2 separate regions of the Mus musculus genome follow, and region 1 is linked to region 2. The links are chromatin contacts, called in public HiChIP or PLAC-seq maps. All regions are on one chromosome and are shown on one strand. Each heading gives the region's core, a stretch centred on a gene start, on an enhancer-like site or on the middle of the called end of the contact. The rest is flanking DNA. Distances are from core to core; before and after follow the strand shown. Region 1 has its middle 25 kb from the start of Slc35c1. Region 2 overlaps Creb3l1 (cAMP responsive element binding protein 3-like 1).

Evidence for each region. HiChIP or PLAC-seq counts read pairs in DNA pulled down with a chosen protein or histone mark.
Region 1: a contact with region 2 is called in a RAD21 HiChIP or PLAC-seq map of pro-B cells, with 4 times the contacts expected there. The contact joins two enhancer-like sites. A contact is called at or near these places in 6 of 39 promoter capture datasets (frontonasal cranial neural crest, hematopoietic stem and progenitor cells, hippocampal neurons and 3 more), 2 of 15 datasets of contacts at CTCF or cohesin (large pre-B cells and pro-B cells), 17 of 484 Hi-C or Micro-C datasets (B cells, the Ba/F3 cell line, CD4 T cells and 8 more), 9 of 115 datasets of contacts at active chromatin or transcription factors (the 230-238 cell line, Th17 cells, bone marrow-derived macrophages and 2 more) and 1 of 9 other capture datasets (embryonic stem cells).

What each region holds. Positions count from the first base shown.
Region 1 is chr2:92,482,005-92,487,929 of GRCm38.p6, forward strand. No RefSeq gene overlaps it. Among named protein-coding and RNA genes, the nearest start is that of Slc35c1, 25 kb to the left of the region's middle. Within about 2 kb of position 2,892, at least 75 of the 459 cell types and tissues checked have an H3K27ac peak or open chromatin away from gene starts, as enhancers often do. A contact at or near this core is called in B cells, bone marrow-derived macrophages, hematopoietic stem and progenitor cells and 3 more, where this site is marked.
Region 2 is chr2:91,983,931-91,989,726 of GRCm38.p6, forward strand. Creb3l1 (cAMP responsive element binding protein 3-like 1) reads right to left here. Exons shown (of 12, transcript NM_011957.2): 9 at 3,106-3,205; 10 at 2,231-2,357. Among named protein-coding and RNA genes, the nearest start is that of Dgkz, 36 kb to the left of the region's middle. Within about 2 kb of position 1,416, at least 229 of the 459 cell types and tissues checked have an H3K27ac peak or open chromatin away from gene starts, as enhancers often do. A contact at or near this core is called in B cells, bone marrow-derived macrophages, hematopoietic stem and progenitor cells and 3 more, where this site is marked.

The DNA of each region.
Region 1 (5,925 bases), core at 1,642-4,141, 500 kb after region 2:
GCCCCTGCTCCTTGTTGCTGGACCCGCGCTGAGTGAAAAATGGTTGATTCTTCAGGTCAAGGATGGACACTAGCTCAAGGGTCCCGGGGACCATGAGGAGGGGGCTGGCAAGGGAGAGCCTTTAGGACAGTCCTTTCCCAAAGGACTTCCAAACTGGACCGAACAAGCAGCTGGGAAATCTGTGTCAATGGCTCCTGCCTTGCTCTCTAGCCTCTACCTTCCCAATCAGGAACCGGGTGCTGGGAACTCAGAGGGGGGAGGGGGAGGGGAGAGAGAGAGAGGAGAAGAGGAAGGGGGAGAGGGGGAGAGAGAAGGAGAGAGGGAGGGAGGGAGGGAGAGAGAGAGAGAGAGAGAGAGAGAGAGAGAGAGAGAGAGAGAGAGAGAGAGAGAGAGAGGTGCCTCCATCCTTGTCTTCCACAGGAGACAGGAACATAAAGAGGCTCTTAAAAATTGGCAGAGATTAGAGGGTAGGAAGGGTGAGGTGGGCCCCAGGCCAGTTAGCCTGGGCTTCCTTGAGTCTGAGCTAGCCTGCCTGATTCTTTCTCCTGTTCCATTGTCTTCTCTTGGTGTTTGGAGGCTGGGAGAGAACTGCTGTGCTCTAGTGCAGCCCCTGGTGCAGAGGACTGTAACTGAGGGCTGGGTCATCTTACAAATCTCTTCCATTAACTTTTTTTTTTTTCTTTTCCTAGATGCCTGCTCTCTGTCCTCAGAGTTGATTTTATAGTACAGACACTAGACCTCTCACCCTGAGAGGCAGCCTGACTGTAAACACATACCACAAACTACCTATCAATCATGCATTGCATAATCACCATCCGTCTTCAGTGTAGAAGGGGCCCTTGTGTGAAGTGCCTAATCTTTCTTCAGAGTGCTCTGTCTACAGCATCAGCAACTTTTTTGATGACCCTCTTACCCAAAGGACAATCTGCCTCAGTGTCCCTCTTGAATCTCAAACCTGAAACCTTTCAGATCAGTGTGGAAGCCCAGGCATAGAGAAGGGTCGCAGTAATGAGGAGGGGCACCAGACCACAGCAGACTTGAGGCTGATGAGAGAAAAGAGAACAAGAGTGTGTGGAGTCACAGATGTATCTAGGCAGGGCCTGAGAGCTCTGAGCAGCAGAGGGGAAATAGAGGGGTTCATGACAGAACAGACACAAGAAGGGGAGACAAAGAAACATATTGGAGGACTAGGAGGGGTGAGAGCCCCAAGTTCAGACATCCGGGGCAGTCAAAGTTGAAACAGCAAGAGAATCTAAGGCATCCCATTTTTCAGATGGGAACGTTGAGGTCTGGTAATCTGGGGATTTAGAGCTCTGAGGAGAGCTGGGATCTTGAAAGGAAGTAAAGCCCCTTTTCTTCCAGGCAGCAAGTCCCAGCTCTGGCCACGACCTTTGCCCTAGCTGATGCTATTTACTAGTGAGGGACTGGACAAGTGGGACACCCGAGTGTCCCTGGTTCTGTGTCAACTAGACACAAGCTAGAGTCATCAAAGAGGGAGGAGCCTCAGTTGAGAAAATGCCTCCATGAGATCCAGCTATAAGGCATTTATTTTCTCAATTAGTGATCAAGAGGGCGAGGGCCCAACCCATTGTGGGTGGTGCCATCCCTGGACTGGTGGTCCTGGGTTCTACAAGAGAGCAGGCTGAGCAAGCCAGGGGAAGCAAACCAGTAAGCAGCACTCTTCTGTGGTGTCTACATCCACTCCTGATGTCAGGATCCCGTCCTGTTTCAGTTCCTGTCCTGACTTCCTTTGGTAATGAACAGAAATGTGGAAGTGTGAACTGAATAAACCCTTTTTTCCCCAAGTTGGTCGTGGTGTTTTGAAATCCTGATTAAGACAATCCCCAACCTCCTATACTCACTAAGTGCTCCTGCATCTTTTCCGCGGTGTTGGGAAGGGGGCAGCTGGGAGGAGCAGGCTAATTGGGGCAGCTGAGAGTGAAGAGGCCCCTGGAGCTGGTCCATCTCCCCTTCAGGCAGACCCAGTTCAGAGGTGAGAAGTCAGAGCCGGGCTCCTGCCCTCCCTTAGGAGGGCTATTCTTGTGATTCGTTTGCTTTATTCTGGGGAGCAGATGATACTGTTCTCCCCATTCTAAAGAGGGAGGGAGAAACTGAGGTGCAGGGAGACAGAGTCTGCAGAGAGGTTTGTTCAAGGTTATATGCAAGCAAAACCAGTTGGTTCAAAGTTTGGCTTGGCTGCCTGTCCCTTTTCTTCCCTAGAGTGCCCTGTTTTGGGGCTAGCCTGGGAAGGTTAGAGGGCCAAGCCCCAGAGGCTGGGCTGAGGAGCCCCTCTTGGCAGTGTAGGAACGTAGATAACCCTACACATACTTCAAACTCAGACTGTCTCTCTTCCTATGGTCTCTTTCTATCCTCCCCCACCCAACACGAACCAAAAGCCCCTTCCGGCCCCTCAGGTGGGATGGGTGGCCCCCCTTCTTCAGCGTGCAGCATCACCAGTTGTCCTGACAGCTGGGCCAACCAAATTATATGCAGGGGACACAGTCACAGCCAACTCTCACACGGCCTGGCATTGGCTGGAATTTGCTAAGTTAGTCTTCTTTATCCCACCTCCTCTGGTGGTGGTGGTGGTGGTGGTGGTGGTGGTGGTGGTGGTGGTGATGGTGGTGAGGGCAGAACCAGGGAAACGCAGTAGGGTGAGACCTGTCTGAAACCGAAACTATGTGGCTTTGTGTAATTTGCTTGAGTGAAGTTGATCACAAAGCAATAGTCTCTGTAAAAACCAAACAAACAAAACCACCAGAACAGCCTCCCAAGCGTTGCCCAAGTTCCGTGAGTTGGAGGCGCCAAGTGGGTTACTAAATGGGGACTGCAAACCCGCCATAGGCAAAGCGGCAGCGCATGCGCTCTCTTTTACGCGCGTCGCAGTTTGTAAATTCTGTGAGCGAATCCTGCCCCAGCTTACCACTGCCCACATTCACAGCCACCGACATGGGAATCTCTTATCTGTGTCTTGTAACGTTGTCATCTGAGCGCTCTATAAGTGATGAAATGGTGGCCCGAAAAACCAATAACTCTGGAAAGAAAGATGCGACTTGACCCTATGAAGACGGCCCGCCCTAATTTCCTGCAGATCCTCAGTGAAATATTTAGTGACAATGTCGAGGGGAAAAAGAAATGGCAGTCTTACAGAAGAAAGATACCACTCCAGGGACCGGTTTATGCGGCCGCGGTTTTGCACAAGGTGCAGCTGCCCTGTGCCTGGAAGGTGGAGGGTGGAGGAGCGAGTTCTCAGGTCCTTTAGGACAGGCAATTAAATTTTTTATTTTTTATTTCTTCGTATGCCTCGTGTTTGTGTGTGCTTGTAGAGGCTATAAGAGGGTGTCGGATGCCCTGGAGCTGGAGTTCCAGATCGTCGTCGTGAGTAGCTCGACGGAAATGTTGAGGGCCGGATTTGGATCTTTTGCAAGAACAGCAAGCTTTCTTAACGGCTGGGCCATCTCTTCAGTCCCAGGCCAGACAATTTTATCTTTGTATGATGCTGGGTCTTAGAGTTTCATCAGTAAAATAGAGTCAGACTGGCTTGGCCCCTGCAGGGTTTTATGTAAAGACAGACACCGTATTTATTAAGTCGGCCCCAAGGGGTCTTCTGACATTAAGCTTATTTTTCTCAGGGGCTTGCAATTCAGACTTAGGTGAGATGATCATTGGGAGACAAGGTCCCACCTTCTCCACCACTTTCTACAGAGCCTCGGGGCTAGTGGTGGACCCATGTAGATAGAGGGGATGAAAAGATTACGCTTGGACACTAAAAAAAGCAGGTGTCATGGGCCCAGCGCCACTGGAGGGCAGCACCAGCACAGAGCTAAAGCCGCCGCCGGCTGGGCAGAGCGGGAGAGATTGCCTGGGCTTTGGGATCCACCAGATATCATGCGCGTCCTCGCCTTTCAGGGACGAGGACACTCAGGTCTTACTTCCATTAAAAGTGCGCCGTCCAGGAGAAGACTAAATCAACATACAAAACAAATTTCCCAAGCAATGTGACGGTTTCATGTCACAAGAAGTATCAGCAGAGAGGGTCAGGGAGGCCTTGTTGGGTGTATATGTGTACCTGTGCATGTGTGTGCATGTTAATTTGCACACATGTGTGCTTCTGTGTGTGTACCTGTGCTTATGTGTGTGTGCCTCTGTGTGTGTGTGTGTGTCGCTGCTGAAATGAGACCTGCATTAGGAAAGCAGCCAGTGATCTGAATATATAGACACTTGTAGATGTTAAGTGGGTTTGCACAGAAACTGGGGAGGAACTGAGGAAACAGAGGGATAGAGAAGCTACGTAATCTACTTGTGGCCACAGAGTCAGTAACTGAGGGATCGTCTGAAAAACCCGAAAACTCACTTTTCATAACTTTGGCTTCCCTTGTCTTTAAGCTCCAAACAGGATGGTGACTACAGATTTTCCCGACTCCCTGTTTCAGACCATAATTCGCTGTAAGAAATAGGGCAGGGATCACTGGGTGGGAGCTAGAACACTCGCCCTCCCCTCCGCAGCCGCGTTTTCTCTCTTTTGACAACCAAGTCCTGGCTCCGTTTTGAATAGCAATGCATTAGGGTCCGGGGACTACTAGAGTGGGAGCGCCGTCTTGTGGACAGTTGTGGAACCACAGGCTCAACTACAAAGGGTCTGGTGGGGCTGAGCCTGGAGGCTAGGGGATTGATTCTAAGGTGTCACCAGTGAGCATGCATGTGTGTGCCTTGTTTTCATTAACAGTACGGGTCAAAGTTCACTTAAATCCACATTCAGAAGTTGATTCTCCTTTCTATGCATCCAGATACCTGCAAACTTCTGTCTCCCAAAGGGGGTTAAACACGACTGTGCCATGGTCACCCAAGGACAGAGACCTGCGAAGTGTCCCCTGAGGGTGCAGATGGTCACTAAGACATGGAGCTGTCCACAGCAAACTCCGAATCCCCTTTCATACTGCCCTCTGGTCCAATTCACAGGCTGGCCATGACTTACTATCCCTGTCCCTCCCAGCTGAGGACACAGAGGCTCAGACAGGAGCCCCTGGAGACCCAGTGAGGCAACACACAGACTATTTTCCTAACAACTGAAGGCAGGGAGGACTTGTTTCTCTCTCTAAAAGGGGATGATATCAGTCAGGAAGGCATGGACAGCTGCCCAGCTCAGCCTGCTTGCCTTTGCCTTACTTTACCTGTTCTGCAGCCCCTCAGCAAGTGAGGGCTCTCAGCTGTAGGGTTCTCTCCTAAGAACAGTTTTTCTCCTAGGGAGATCAGCTGTCATCTCCCAGATGTGGGATGGTGGAATCATGGGAAGATCCAAAGCCGCTGGATGGGGCCGGCATTAATTTTGCAATCACCTCGCTGTGGTGCGCCTAATTGCCTGATAACTGTAATTGAGTCTTGGGGATCACATCAACGGTATTACAGGGAGCGTTTAGGGCCGTTAATGGGAAATGCAGCAATACTTGCCAGACTGTGAGCTCTTTCCTGGAGGCAGGGAGTTGGGGAGCGTAGGGTGGATGAAGGGCAATGGCTAGGCCGCCATGCACCGCATCCCACGTCCCAGCCCTGCCAGTCTACATGGCAGGTGGATTGCTATTTTGCAGATGCAAAAGTAGTGTTTGAAGGCTGAGAGACTCATCTGGTCTTTTTGTACCCAGTGGGGTCTTCATAGAAATGACTTCCAGGCTCTGCTTAGACCCACCAACATGGAACCTGTGCTTTCCCCAACTTTCTCAGCAGACGGACATGTGCCTTGAGAGCCACTGAGTGCCAGTCTAGGCAGTTCACGAATTTGTTGACTGACTGCCTACAAAGGCTCTGTTGCATTGATGATGGCTACGGTGCCCTGTGAGCCTCCCGACCTCTCTCTTGCCAAGGCACAACAGGGAGGGTAGGCACCCTGCATCAGCTGAGGGACCTAGTTCAAGGAAATTCTCTTGAGAA
Region 2 (5,796 bases), core at 166-2,665:
AAGACAATAATGGTTTGCTTACTGGGAACTGGGACTTTTCCCTCCTTATATTAAGGACTGAACCCAGAACTTCGTAATAGCTAGGTCAAGACTCTCTCTCTCTCTCTCTCTCTCTCTCTCTCTCTCTCTCTCTCTCTCTCTCTCTCTCTCTCGTTTATATTGAGACGGGGGGGGGTCTCACTAAGTTGCTCAGGCAGGCCATTAATTAATTTTGTAGCCCGTGTAAGCCTTACACCTACGCTCTTTAGGCCTTGACCTAAGAAGCTAGGATCACACTGACAGGACCTGCTGAGAGCTGGGTTCGAATCCTCCCGTGCCACTTACTTCCTGGGAGAATTAAGGAAACCCTTTTCTTTTCTCTTCTAGGCTAGTTCCTCTGGGAAGTCAAGGGGAGAGAAAAAAAAAAAAGAATGTTTGTTGGACACCCGTGCCAGGCTTTATATAAAGCCCTTAGCTTAAAGCCAATTAAATCTCACACGAAGCCCTGGGAATGAGGTGCTTTAAGCCCCGCTTCCCAGAGCTCATCATCAAGGGTCCCCGTAAATTGGCTTCCTGGCTCCAGTCTGCTGCCTGCCTCCCAGCTTCCCCTGCAGGGTTTAATCTATGAGAATCTATGGAAAAGGCGGCCCCTGGCATTGTGTGAAGCTGCAGTCCGGAAACCAGCCCGCTCAACAAGCCACCTCCTTCCTCAGACGTGCCCTCTGCCCTGCCCTGTGCTTCACTCCCTCCAGAGGCTCATTCATGTCCTCCCTCCCCCTCCCTGGGGTTTGTACTTTAGCACAGCCCCTCCTCTTCTGTGTCTGCTTCCTCTCCTCTGTCCTTGATAGCCTTGGCCCGCCCCGCCCCGCCCCCGCGCCAGCCCCACCCCACCGCTCCATCGCAGCCCCTCTCCTCTCAGTTCTCCTCCCAGCTCCCAGCTCCTGTCCTCCCTTCTAGCCTCTCAGCCTTGCTCACCGCCCCCACCCCCACCCCCGCAGTACCCCTCCTCTCCATACACTCCCTGCTCTCCCCTCTCTCTGACCTCTCATCTGTTTCCTCTTTCTCTTCAGCCACGTAAGATTCATGTCCCTGGCATATGAAGGATGGCCTAGAAGTTCTTCCATGGGTCTACCGGAAGTGGCCTCTACCTCTGAAAGCCATGCTAATCTTTGCTGTTCCCTATACTCTTGCTGTTCGTGGCCTGTCTTTCCCCTCATGTCAGGAGCTATTCCAGAAGGCAAGGTATATGCTCACTGTAAGGATGGCAGTTTCTGGAGTCTAGAAATCAACATGAAGCCAAGATGTGCACCCTGGCTCACACAACTAGCAAATGCAGAGCCGGCTGTGACTGATTCTGAAATGAACCACACCGCACTCCATTGGGGTGGCACCCACATCACAACTACCATGCTCCCCAGGGGTAGGCACTCCCAGCAGAGTCCTGACACCTGCTGCAGGTCCCCTGTGCCTCAGCGGCTTTCTTAACACTGTCACATCAGAAATGACTGAAGACTGACACTCACTTGCTGTCCCTAGAACACTCTGCCGCCCACTAAGTCTGCCCTCTCCACATCGCTGCGCCAAAGGATCTCAGAGAGGCAAAGAATCTGGTCCTCAGGCTGGAGAGATGGCTCAGCAGGTAAGAGCACTGACTGCTCTTCCAGAGGTCCTGAGTTCAATTCCCAGCATCCACACGGTGGCTCACAACCATCTGTAATGGGATCTGATACCCTTTTCTGGTGTGGCTGAAGACAGCTACAGTGTACTTACATATAATAATAAATAAATCTTTAAAAAAAGAGTATAGAATGAGATAATGCCAACCCAAATCTCTTATAAATATTTATTTTTAATTTTTTTAATGTGTATGAATGCTTTGCCTGCCATTGTGTCTGTGTACTACCTGGGTGCTTGGTGCCTTCGGTGACAAGAATTTGGCATCTCATCCCCTGGAACTGGAGTTGCAGGTGGCTGTGAGCCACCATATGGGTGGTTAGGCACCAAACATGGGTCCTCTAAAAGAGCAGCCAGTACCAAGCCATCTATCTCTCCAGCACTCCAGACTTTTTGGAGACAGGGTCTCACTAATGTATCCCTGGCTGGTCTGGAACTCCTCATGTAGACTGGGCTGGTCTTGAACTCATAGATCCACCTGCCTCTGCCTCCAGAGTGCTGGGATTAAAGGTGTGAGTGCAGCTGATATGGCTTCTCTCTAGTAACTGGCTAACACCCAGAGTTTGGAGGTACTTACTCTGACTGGCTGCATAGACACTGTCAGCTGCGATAGGGTCTTCTTTCACAGTCATTGAGCCGGAAGAGAATGCAGGAAGGCAGGGCACAAGGGAGCCCAGCACCAGAACGAAGCACAAGGCTGCCACCTAGTAGTAGACAGAGCAGTCTATTATTAGTCGGATCTGGGGCAGGGCAGGCCTACAAGACTGGCCACTCCCAACTCTCCTCACCCTAAAGCATTGGACGCAAAAGGCTCAGTTTCCCCCAAATGCCTCCCCAGAGCTGGCTGCTCTCTTGGAAGCAGACACAGGCTGTTCAAGTCACCTTTAATCCAATCTAGTGACATGAAAGGGACCAGAGACCAGAGGGCGGGGTTCTGTGTGGTTTCACCTATAGAGAAATCAGGAAAGGAAGAAAGGGGAAGGGGGGAAGGGGAAGGGAGGGTTGCAACTGTGACCAGGGAGAAGGACACATAGCCACATCACCTTCGCAGCCTGAGCCTGAGAAGGAGCCAAGGGCCCCGGGGAGCTCCAGCGAGGCCCTGCCCTTAGAATGTCAGAGGCAACATGTGCTTACCAGGGAGGACAGACTAATGGAAGAGAGCCACTCAGAGGCTGAGCCTGACCTAGGTGTCCCCTCTAGCCTTGGGGACCCTGAGGGGGGCTCCTTTATTTTCTCCCTATCACCCATCCCAAGAAGAATCACACTCCTTGAATCTATAGAAGCCACTTTTCCAAGGACCTGCCTTTCACTAGATTTAGCAGCATCAACCTCACATCTATTAGAACTGGCCTGGACAGGTCACTGGTCCCCTCAGACTCTGCTCACTGTCCTGGAGAGCTAGCCTCAAGAAGAGCTTCCCCCTGCTGCCTTATGCTAAGGAGTAGCACCTACCATGAGGCAGGTGCCGGTCTGCGTGGCTGCCATCTTGTACGGTCTGGAGATCTTGCTGGTGACCAGAGTCTGGAGTTTCTGCAGCTGCTGGAGCAGGGTCCTGAGGAAGGCACAGAAGTCACCATGGGGACTCAGGTACAGCAGCCATGTCTGCATCCTGGCCTCTCCTGAGGAGCCCTGGCTGGCTCCTGACTGGGCCTCTATGCTTTGGTGCCCATTGTAGTCAAGATATAAAAGGTCACCTCCTGGTAGGCTTTCTGCAGCCTGGCTTGGGTCTCGGGGACCTGACTCATGGTGGGAAGCTGGGTCATCCTGTAGAAGCTTAGGGGTGCCTAACTCTTGCTCCTGACTTCTCAGGAGAGGATGGATTTCCTTTTCTTATGCAGCACCAGTCACAGAGATATTGACTCTCCTCCCTTGCACCCCACAGCACCCTGATTCCACAAGAAAGACACTTGACATAGTGTGTAGTGCAGTCAGTAAATGGGCCATTGTTTATGTTCATTTATTGCTGTTTTACCATTATCACAGCACCTGTAGCACATTAGCTTTATTTGGGGAGTTCCATTGTTGTCTCAGTTGCTAACTGAGGGCAAGAACTAGGTGCTGCCCAGCACAGAATCCTGGTTAATACTGCACTTCTCCACCCAGCAGTGTTCATGCAGTTCCTGAAGTGGACAGCAGGTGGCGCAATAGTCTTAAAACAGATTTTTAAGGGCAGAGGTAGCGAGGTGAAGTTTGAAGGCTCCGCCCCTACCCCATTCCTGCCTGAGAAGCTGGGTCTGAGAAAGGAAAGGAGAAAATATGTAGCAAGTTCTCCTGAGGCCTGGGAAACAGAAGGATGCCCAAGTACATAGGAAGTTCATGACTGAGCTACAAAACAGAAAAACCCTGATTTCAAAAATTGAGCACTCAGGTTAGGCTAGGTGGTGCACGCCTGGAAGAAGCCTTGCACTGGGCCAGGCAGCCAGAGGGGAAGGAGGATCAGGAGTCCAAGGACAGCTTCAAGGGCATCATGAGTTTGTGGTCAACCTGGCTACACAAGAACATGTTTCAAAAAGTGACAGGGGTGGTTAAATGGCTCAGCACATACAAGTACTTGCCAGCAAGCCTAATAACCCCAGTCCCGTCCCTGGTACCTATGGGTGGAAGGAGAGAATTGACTACTATAATTTGCCATCTAACCTGCACAGGTAACAGCATGGTGTGCACACACATACTCAAAAAATAAACAAACTAAAAACTTAAAATATGTAAACAGACAAAAACTAAAAACATAGCAAGGGAGCTTAGCGAAGTGGTAAAGTGTTTGTGCGGTGTGTACAAGGTCCTAGGTTCAACTTTCAGCTAGCAAGGAGACAGTGTTAGGATTCTACTAAATACTGTTGCTTGTGTGACTGTTATTACTCCTAGAAAACAGTATGGATTCATAGCCCAGGACACAGAAGGCAGTGTCCTGTGTTAGGATTCTACTAAATACTGTTGCTTGTGTGACTGTAATCACTCCTAGAAAACAGTATGGATTCATAGCTCAGGACACGATCTAGAATCAAGAAGAAAGCACTCTTTAATGCCACAGATCATTTTGGTTTTGGTTGTGTCTTATAGAGTTTCACATCAGTCCCGTTAGCCAGTTGCTGGTGTCACATCACTGTCACCAAGAATACTGAGGCCCAGAGAGGCTCACAAGAAACAGTAGAGTCACAGACAATAGCAGACCAGAGCCAGAACCCAAGGTCCAAATCTGTAGTTTTATGCTACAAGCCAGGTGCCATGCTGGCTTCCTGAGACTCATGCTTCTCAAACCCAATGTAATGGACCCATCCAGGGTACTTGTTAAAGTGCAATTTGAGAGCTGGCTTAGCAGGTACAGTGCTATCACCCAAGCATGAGGATCTGAATTTGTATCCCCAACACCCATGTAAAAAAAGCCAGGCATGAGCCAGTGGCTCACCCCTTTAATCCCAGCACTCAGGACACAGAGGCAATGATCTCTGTGAGTTCGAGGCCACTCTGGTCTACATTAGCAGCTTCCAGGGCAGCCAGAGCTATATAATAATAATAATAATAATAATAATAATAATAATAATCACCTTGTCTCAAATTAAAAAAGAAAAAAAGGAAGGAAGGAAGGAAGAGGTGAAAGGAAGGAAGGAAGGAAGGAAGAAAGGAAGAAAGGGAGAAAGGAAGAAAGAGGGCTAGAGAGATGGCTCAGCGGTTAAGAGCACTGACTGCTCTTCCAGAGGTCCTGAGTTCAATTCCCAGCAACCACATGGTGGCTCACAACCATCTGTAATGGGATCCGATGCCCTCTTCTGGTGTCCCTGAAGACAGCTACAGTGTACTCATATAGATAAAACAAATAAAATCTTAAAAAGTTAAAAAGAAAGAAAAGAAAGGCTGGCTGGGTATGGCTGCCACAGTCCTGGTGTGTTGGGAGGAGGGGGGCAGTGGACACTGGACACAGAGCCAGCTCAGTCAGCCACCCAGTGAGTGTCAGATTCAGAGAAGGATCCTGTTTCAGATGATAAGGTGAAGAACAACCAAAGAGGATGCTGGATGTTGACCTCTGCATACTTACGCACGCATGCACACACGCATGCACGCACATACACACAATGTACATTCTGGCTCAGCAATCTTAGAAAAGTCCTGAAATTCCTGATTTCTCACAAGTTCTCGGGTCACATG